Linked DNA regions of Mus musculus: region 2 is linked to region 1. Evidence: chromatin contacts called from public promoter capture Hi-C data. All regions are on one chromosome and are shown on one strand. The core of a region is the stretch at or near the end of the contact, and the rest is flanking DNA. Distances in the headings are between cores, read along the strand shown.

The links. Promoter capture Hi-C pulls out the DNA fragments that hold promoters and counts their contacts.
Region 2: a contact with region 1 is called in a promoter capture Hi-C map of liver, with 2.9 times the contacts expected there. The contact joins the promoter of Tinagl1 here to the promoter of C330020E22Rik in region 1. A contact is called at or near these places in 2 of 39 promoter capture datasets (liver and pre-B cells).

What each region holds. Positions count from the first base shown.
Region 1 is chr4:129,379,713-129,384,369 of GRCm38.p6, reverse strand. It overlaps C330020E22Rik (RIKEN cDNA C330020E22 gene), which reads right to left and starts at 1,651. Exons shown (of 3, transcript NR_151530.1): 1 at 1,405-1,651.
Region 2 is chr4:130,173,230-130,178,021 of GRCm38.p6, reverse strand. Tinagl1 (tubulointerstitial nephritis antigen-like 1) reads left to right here and starts at 3,220. Exons shown (of 12, transcript NM_001168333.1): 1 at 3,220-3,299; 2 at 3,815-4,129. The coding sequence starts at 3,823. Gm52490 (a long non-coding RNA gene) reads right to left here and starts at 4,700. Exons shown (of 3, transcript XR_003955116.1): 1 at 4,651-4,700; 2 at 4,251-4,310; 3 at 1-403.

The sequences.
Region 1 (4,657 bases), core at 402-2,901:
TCCAGGCTGGCCTTGAATGGAGGTGGCTCCTACAGGGCAGTAGTAACCTCTCTCTAGGTTCTGCCTCAGTTCCAGCCTTCAGGCTCCTGCCCTGGGTTTCAAAGGTGGCCTGAGATTGGTCCTTGTGAGCCAAAAGAACACTTTCCTTCCCAATTTGCTTTTTGAGACCTTCTAAGCAGTAGAGTTAAAGGCTTGTGTTACCAACAGCTGTCGATGACTAATATTTATCTCAAACAACTTACTTATTAAGATTCTAACTTAAGGGGCTGGTGAGATGGCTCAGTGGGTAAGAGCACCCGACTGCTCTTCCAAAGGTCCAAAGTTCAAATCCCAGCAACCACATGGTGGCTCACAACCACCCGTAATGAGATCTGATGCTCTCTTCTGGTGTATCTGAAGACAACTACAGTGTACTTTCATATAATAAATAAATAAATCTTTAAAAAAAAAAAAAAGATTCTAACTTAAGCAGAAATGAATTTATATTAGAAGTTCACAGGAAGAGTTCAAACACAAGGATGGAAGGCAGCCAGGAACAATAGCCAAAGTCATAGCATAACTGTCCCAGAGAGGACACCAACACTGCTCTTGGCAACCAGGGACTGCCAGCCAGCACAAGAGCATTGGACCGAGGTGATGGTGATACCATTCCAGGCATGGTCCCATGGCACCCGGAGCTACTGCTGTAACTGTCGCTGCTGCTGGGAAAGGGTCCTCTGTGGTTCTTGGGTATTGGTGTTGTAACTCCCTCTTCAAAGTGGTACATCTGATTGTCAAAGTGTACACAATGGCCTTTGTATCTGCAAGGAATTCTGGGAAATCGAGCCATTGGTATTTTCATATTCTATTGCAGAAGGTAGGCTCTACTTCCTACCAGTTAACCACAAGGTAAAGAATTCTCAAAATTATGGGTTTTGGAGGACATGCAAACAGAGAGGATGAAGATGTCCTTCTGTATGACACACATAAGGAAAGGATGAAGATGTCTGCCTCTAGCACAGAGATACCTCATTTTCAGCATCTCCAAGCTGGTTTTTATTGTCTTTATGACTCTCTTGATTCCACCAAACTAAAACTAAACAAACAGACAACATAAACTGGTCTTCTAAGCTCCTCCTTTTCTTTCTTTCTTTTCTTTTTCTTTTTTTTTTTTTTGACAGTCCCGATAGGCTGGTACTATCTATGTAGATCAAGCTGTCCTGAACCCACAGTGGTTCTGGCTACCTCTGCCTCCCAGGTACTGGGATTGAAGATGTGTGTCACTGTTGTGTGACAAAAACTCTTCCTGGGGAACACAGCATACTCCTCTCTACCCACCCAGATAGGAAACCCATGACAGGCTAAAGTACAGAAACCACCAGAGTCCAGCTTGGTGAAACAATGAACTTCATTGGGGTTACTTACAGGAATGTGGGTGATGGGCTACTTACAGCAGCAGAAATGACTGAAAGGCACCATCCAACAGGAGTGAAAGCTCACAGGAGCTGGGAAAGCAGGAGCCCACTGCAGCCTTCAGGCACCATCCAGGCCCAGCCAGCAGGAGTGACAGCCTGCAGGCTGGAGAGAGTCCTTTCCCTGGTACCTCCACTGAACTACATCTCTTCAGGACAGCTCTTCTGCTCTGAGTCTGTAAAGCTCAGCTCTGCTTCCTGCAGCAGGGAGGGACTTGGGGAATCTGTCCAGTTTCAGGGAGTTCTTGAAGTTATTTTTCTGTTGCTTGACTCCCTGAGGGATGGAATGTTTTAATCCCAGAGGGACAGTTACACAACCACCATCATGCCTGACTCTTGTTTTTGTGTTTTTTTTCAAGAGAAGATTTCTCTGTGTAACAGCCCTGGCTGTGCTGGAACTCGCTCTGTAGACTAGGCTGGCCTGGAACGCAGAGAGGACCGAGACAGGCTGACTCCATGACAGGCTTCAAACTGGTAGTTGTGGAGACTAGACCTAAATTTCTAGGCCTGGGCAAGACTGTTCAAGTCGGTTACTAAATAAAAAAAAATAATAATAATAATACCAGGCCCGGGGCAGCCAATCAGAAGCTGCCTCTCCATCGGAAGCCGCCGTACCACGTGACCACCGCAAGAGCAAAGAGTCAGGAACAGTTTCCAGGCTCCCCAGCAACAGTTTCCAGGCTCCCCCAACAGTTCTGGGAAGTCTCCAGAGCCCTAGCCAATCCCAAAGACACCCATACTCCTAGAGATCGAGCCAACCAATCAAGATAAAGGTCATCCCCCCCCCCCCCAGGAATTCTAATCTGCTTTAAATTGTGCCTGTGCGCTCACATGGGTGTCTCCATCTTGGTAAATGGTAGACCCCTGCATGCTGGACTTCTGCAGAATAAAAAAACAAAACAAAACTCTTTGCTTTTGCACACGCTAGCTATTTGAGTCTCCAGTATCATTATTCTGCTAATCACGGATCCTTGCAAGAGATCCTCCTGCTTCTGCCTCTTGAGAGCTGGATTATTGCCCTACTGGGCTAAGAGTTTTTATTCACTACTGTCTTTCTGTCTGTCTGTCTGTCTGTCTGTCTGTGTTTTTTTCGAGATAGGGTTTCTCTGTGTAGCCCTGGCTGTCCTGGAACTCACTTTGTAGACCAGGCTGGCCTCGAACTCAGAAATCCACCTGCCTCTGCTGGGATTAAAGGCATGCACCACCACGCCCGGCTTCACTATTGTATTTCAAGAGACAACAAGAAACACCTTGCACTTAGTAGGTTGATAAATTATTCTCTGCTGATGAAATCAGCCAATCCCAGCTAAATCATACAAAGGCAGGTTTATTGAGGGGGCAGCTCTTGGGTGGGTTCACTGGTCCCAAGGAATGAGACAGGGAAGTCACCATAGGGAGGGAGACAGAGGGGACGGGGAAGAGAAAGAGAAAATTCGGAAGTCCGCAGGGAGAGAGAAAATGTGGAGAAGGCAGGGAGCAAGAGGAGACCAAAATGTCTGCATCATGTAGGGAGGGGCTTCTGGGGGAGGGGCAGCGCAGCCTCTGTGCTGGAAAGTTCAGGGCAGAGGGCGGGGTGGGCCAGCTGTGCCTGTAACAGGTAGCGAAGGAGGGATGCTGGGAGCTTCTGGGAGCAGCACCAGGTTCACTTTGGTATGCTAAGTGTGCATCTCAGACTCTTGTCCCAGATCTGAAACCCAACCCAACCGTAGGTGTTGAATAAATTTCTGTAAAGTTGGAAAGAGATGAGGGAGAGATGGCTTCGTGGTTAAGAGCCCTGGTTGCTCTCACAGGGACCGTGGTTTGGGCCCTGAGGTGGCTCATGAATATCCTAACTCCAGTCCCAGGGGATCGAATACCCTCTCTGTTCTTCACCACTGGCAGCAGGCACATTCAAGGTCCACAGATATACAGGCCAGAAAAAAACATTCATGAACATAAAATTTAAAAAAAAAAAACAAACTTAAAACTTGGAATGAATTCTCCTCTGTAAGAATATGAACTAGGGAGAATTTTAAGAATGAAAAACAACGATCTACAACAGCGAGAAAGACCAAAGAAGTACTGGAAGAGGGGGTGGCTGAATAGCGTGGGAGCTACTGAAGTTAGCAGGGTGAAGATAAAAGAAACTCCATTTCTTCTTCCTTGCAATCCAGTTCATGGCCAGCCTTATGTTCCCTTCTGGAACACGGTTATCGAACTTGTTCTGTGTTTGTTCATCTATTTTTGAGGAAAGGGCCAGGTGGCGTTTAGCCCAGGCTAGCTTAGAATGCCCGGTCTTCCACCATGCCTAGCTCTGTTGACAGTTTTAATTCACTAACACTAAAATAAAACCTCTGGCTAGGCCTAGGGGCACACACCTCCCTCCCCAGCTCCTTGGGTGGTTGAAACACCAGGATAGGCTGAACTCAGAAGTTCCAAGACAGCAGGAAGAGGCGGGTAAAACCCTGTTCCAAAAACAAACCTTAGCTGGGCATGTTGGTGCACGCCTTTAATCCCAGCACTTGGGAGGCAGAGGCAGGTGGATTTCTGAGTTCAAGGCCAGGCTGGTCTACAAAGTGAGTTCCAGGACAGCCAGGGCTACACAGAGAAACTCTGTCTCGAAAAAAACCAAAACCAGCCAACCAACCAATCAAACAACAACAACAACAACAAAAAACCCCAAACCTTTTCCCCCCCAAACTGTTGAGATTTACTACTGTGTATGATTCGGTGGGGTATAGGAGAGCACAGTGGAAGCCCTCAGGAGTACAGGGCCTGCCACTTGTCCAGGGGACCACAAGTGAGGATACATTTGACCCTACAGCCAACAGGGATAAGGCACTTCTCAGCTACCACGTCTTCAAATTCATCAGCATTACATTTGGGGAAGCTCCACTTCCTTGAGATATGGATCTTCTGGTGGCCAGGAACTTGAACTTGGCTCCCTGTAGAGCCTCAGTCACATGGCCCTTATCTGAAAGCTTGGCGTAGAGGGACAGGGTGACCTGGCCAAAGTAAACCCTGGCCACTGTGCCCAGGGGCTTCCCAAAGGCATCCTGCACACCTGTCCGGGGCCTAGGTTGGGAGCAGACAAGAATAGCTGCTAAAGAATTGTTTCCAACTTCCCTTTAGACAACTGTGTAGGCAAAAGGCTCCTGCACACCGGGCCTCCACCGGGAAAGGGATCCTCCTGGTTGGCTTAGTTGTTTTGAGCTTAATCCTGGCTG
Region 2 (4,792 bases), core at 1,971-4,470, 790 kb before region 1:
TGGGCCAGCATCCGGCCAGCTGAGCGCTCCAGGAGAACATTTAAACACACTTGCCATGCCTTAGCCTTAGGAAAGCCCAGCATACCACAACACACCCCACAGACTGTGCTATCGCTTCCAGCGTGGATCTGTGTCTCAGTCTCCAGCAACATTGCCTGAAGCCCTGGACTTGTCCAGATAACTAAGGGGCACACAGAAGCTTACTAGCCCTGGCCCGAGTGCCGTTTGGATTGCTCAATTCCAGAGACTTGGTGGAGCATGGCTGCCTTGTTCAGCCTCGTTAGAACAGTCTCTGGATTCCAGGAACAGTGGAGAGGAGCTTTGAGTCTCTACAGGAAAACGAAAGGAGCCCTCTGCTGTGAATCTTTAGTCACATTACCAGTTCTGGCTGGCTTCGTCTCACCTGCAGAATGAAAAAAATTCAAGAAGGCCCTGGGAGGCTGTGCTAACATGTAGGAAAACAAGGCCCAGAGAGGGACAGCCTGCTTAGGGTTCCATCTGAGGGAGGAGAGTCACCATAGAGTCTCAGAGGATGGCTGGGCACAGAGGTGTCCCTTGCTGGTGTCCCTTGCCTGTTGTTCTGTCACAGGCTCTAGGACAAGGTCCCATTCTGAGCAAGATTTAGAAAGTGAGTCACCAGGATGGTTGTGCGGAACAGGAAAGTGGGGTCCCTGGCACCCCCAGGCCCTGCCCTTTCCTCTGCTTCTTGGCCAAGGAATCTAATGAGTCATGCGACTCCACTGAGGTGGGCTCTGAGCCAGACTCTGTGATGACAGGGGTAAGGGGTGGAGGGGTGATCCGGCCCCACCCTCCTCCCTGCTCCAAGTTCCTGTCTCCTGTAGACAGACAGACACAGACAGGCAAACAGCTACCCACTACCTACCCCTGTTCCCCCAGCTCGTCCACAGGCATCTAGTAGACAGGTGTTTACAAGTAGGAGAGGCTTTCAACGACATTCTGACACCAGCAGCTTACACAAACGGACACTGGACACGCAGACAGACCCAGGATAGTCACAGAGACACACACTGTCCACACAGCTCTAAGGGCACGGACACACAGGAGCATAGCAGGTAGACAGGTAATTCCGTAGGCAGGCAAGAACCAAAAGAGAGCCAAAAAAAGGTAGAGGCACACAGGGGATATAGCAAGACACACACACACACACACACACACACACACACACACACACACACACTCACTCACGCAAGTGAGTGCCAGAGGGGGAGAGAGAGAGAGAGAGAGAGAGAGAGAGAGAGAGAGAGAGAGAGAGAGAGAGAGAAATCACACACAGCAGCTCACAGGGAAGGGGTGCTCTTTGGCAAAGGTAGACCCAATGTTATGGCCTCTAGCCCTCAGAATTTTGAGACTGACCCATGAAAGCAGGTACCAGGCCTGTTCTGTTGAAGCCAGTCTCCTCCCAGGGGAGATGATGTTGGCAGTTCTGAGGGATCTATCTGCCTTTCGATTTGATGAATCGAGATTGAATAGGAAAGGGGGGGCTTCCCAGCCAGCAGGATCTTGAGACCTGTCATATGACTAAGGGTGCCTCAGGAGAGAGAATACACTGGGTAGCCTGTGTTCTGGCTGTGGAACCTTGGATAAGTCTGCACTCACTTGTGCCCTGCCCCCCACCCCCCGCCACGCCCACTTCCTGGTTTCACATAGCATAAGGTGGCTTTGAACAGGCTACACACCTGAACTTCTGATCCTTCTGCCTCCAGTTCCTGAGTGCTGGGAATACTGACATGTGCTACAGCACAAGTGTGTGTGTGTGTGTGTGTGTGTGTGTGTGTGTGTGTGTGTGTGGTGTGTATGTGCATGCGTGCACACATACAGTCTGTGTGCATTAGACTTATGAGGATGGCTTTGTGGACTCTATTCTCTCTCTCCATCGTCTAGATTCCAGAGGCTGAACTCAGGTCGTCAGTATAGTGGCAAGCCCCATTGCCCACTGAGCCATTCTCACCAGCCCCACAGTTTTTATACGATGCTAAACACGAACTCAGGGCTCTGTACACGCTAAGCAAGCACTCTATCAAGGAAGCTGCATCCAGACCTTGTCTGTTCTCTTGAGCCTCAGTTTATCTTTTAGGCTTCGTGCTCTCAGATCCTTTCAGAGTACGAATGGATAGGTCTGTATGTTGGGTGCTTCCGCACCCCCTGGTGCCTCACCACCCTTGCCTCACAGCAGGGGGTAGCTCGGTCACAAGAATCCCTTGTACTGACTGCTCTCTGCAGAGAGTGACAGCTAAGGGGAGGTGTCTCGGAGAACTAAGAGAATCCCCGCGCTCCTGCTTGCCCCAGAGAAGGCTAGGATAACTGTCTAGGTGTGGTGTCCTTCCTCCACCTAGAGAGTCCTCTGGCCCTGGGCCCAATCTGTTGGAAGAAGGAGCTTGCACAATGGGGAGGCACAAAGTGACAGCCGGAAGGCCTCAAGGGACAGAAGCCCCATTGTGTGAGGGCAAGGCAAAGGTTAGACCAGAAACGGAAAGGGGCTCTGCAGGGGGCCCCAGCTGCCAGGGCCCTTGATGTGGGGCCCGCCACGGGACCTTGGGCCAAGAAGGATGCCCTTGGGCCTGGTGGAGGGGGCAGTGTTGGGCAAGGTGCCCATCACTGGGGGAGGGCAGACCCCACAAGGGGCGGCTGGGTAAGCTCAGACTCCGCACCGCACCCACCTCCTGGGGAGGAGCTGCCCGGAGCTCCGTGAGCCTAGGCAGCTTCCTGAATCATCCCTTGGGAATTCCTGTCATTCCTGGGAGCTGCTGTGGCTTGGAGTGGCCCCCAGCCCAGGGTCACTGGGTCAAGGATGTGCCTGGCTATTTTTCTTCCTGGAGGGCCGGGTTGGGGGGGGGGGTTAGAGATTTTTGCCCCTAGCTCTTGGTCCCTATCAAGTCCTGAACTCTGATCGTAGCTGCCTCCTCGCCCGCTTCTGTTCACGTTTTCAGCTTCGTAAAATCGCTGGGAAAGTCCTTCCTACTATCAGTCCACAATTCTTTCTCCGTGAGTTGCAGTTCTGCTCCCTAAGAAGAGGGTTCCATTGACAAGAGATCCCTCAAGGAGGACAGTCGCGTACACATTGTCCTTAAGCCGTTCCCTCGGAGCTAAGGGCTACTCCAGGTACCTACAAGTGGGCCCCGCCCTCCCCTCCCACAGTCCGGGGTTGGGGCGGGTGCTGCCGGCAGGGCGGTACAAAAAGCGTCCCGCCCTGCGCTCCTCACTTGACTCGGTCTGGCAGTCTCGAGCTTGGAGGCGGAGGCGCGCAGGGCAGCCTGGGTCCAGCCCACACCCCTCACCAGGTAGGGACTCTCCCTGATCAGAGGGTAGAGGGTGTTGAGAGAAGGAGCAGCGAGGAGGGGGCACACTGAGGGAGAAGGACCCAGGGCAGAGAGGCACAGAGGAGAGGGTCAGAGGGACGCAGAGCAGAGGGTCAGAGGGACACAAGGACAGAAGGGCGGGGGCATGCATAAGGAGGAAACACAGAGTCAACAATCCAACTCAGATGCGTCAGAGAGGTAGAGGGACCAAGGGCAGGAGAGGAGAATGCGTGTTGGAAATGTCAAGGTCCCATTTCCTTGTCCATGACAGTCCCTAAACAGGTCAGGGAGGGGGGTCTACTTCTTGTCCCATGAGTGGACTGACATCTAGTGCTGTCTTTTCCCTCCCGGAGACTCGGGAGTCAGGGTTCCCCGCTTTGCTGAGCCTCCTAGGAAAGCTCCAGGACGTGTGAAGGGAGACCCACCCTTGACGTTTGTTAGGGAGTCTCCAGAAGCCAACACCTCTGACCCCTGACCTCTGTTCTCCTCGGGTCTAGGAGGCACCATGTGGGGATGTTGGCTGGGGCTGCTCTTGCTGCTGCTGGCTGGCCAGGCTGCCCTGGAGGCCCGGCGGAGTCGTTGGCGCAGGGAGCTGGCGCCAGGGCTGCACCTGCGGGGCATCCGGGACGCCGGTGGCAGATACTGCCAAGAGCAGGACATGTGCTGTCGAGGCCGTGCTGACGAGTGTGCCCTGCCCTACCTGGGAGCCACCTGTTACTGTGACCTCTTCTGCAACCGCACCGTCTCTGACTGCTGCCCCGACTTCTGGGACTTCTGCCTCGGGATTCCACCCCCCTTCCCTCCCGTCCAAGGTGGGCACCGAGATGGCCAGCAGAGCGGCCACCTTGTCACTCCCAGTCCCAACGAGGCTCAGGAACAAGGCTGATAATGGGTATTTCCAGGCTTTGAAAAATGTAGAAAAGAAATCCTCACCCTGTTTCCTGCCCCTCTGGAAGTCCCTCGTGTGGTCTTACTTGACTCTTTCAAGCAACACTGAAAAAAAATAGTCCTGTTAGGCCCTAGGGCAGGGCAGACAGGCTCCAGCACTATCTCTCAGTCAGTATGGGGAAGGTGGCAGCCCCACCTGCTGACTCATCCTGAGGCTGATAGAGCACGAAGGGCCCAGCCAGGTTGTCATAGCCAGAGACCTCACTTAGGATTCAGCACCTCTGAGAATGGCCTGCACGTGTCCTTTCCCTGTCCCAGTAGGAGAACTACGGAAGTCCTTCCTGTCGCATCCCAAACCCTGCTGGGCTTTGGGCTAAGGAAAACCCATGCCTTAGTTGCTTTATATCAAAATGCTGGGCCTTTTAAAAGGAGTTGCTTGCCTTACCTGGGCTTCAGTTTCTTTCCTAAAGCTCCTTCCATGCCCATGGGCAAGTCCCAACTCATTTGAGTGACAAAGGGTACCAGGAATGTCATGGCTGGCATCCAGGTGAAACGACATGGACCCAAACGGAGTCCTTGAACAGCTT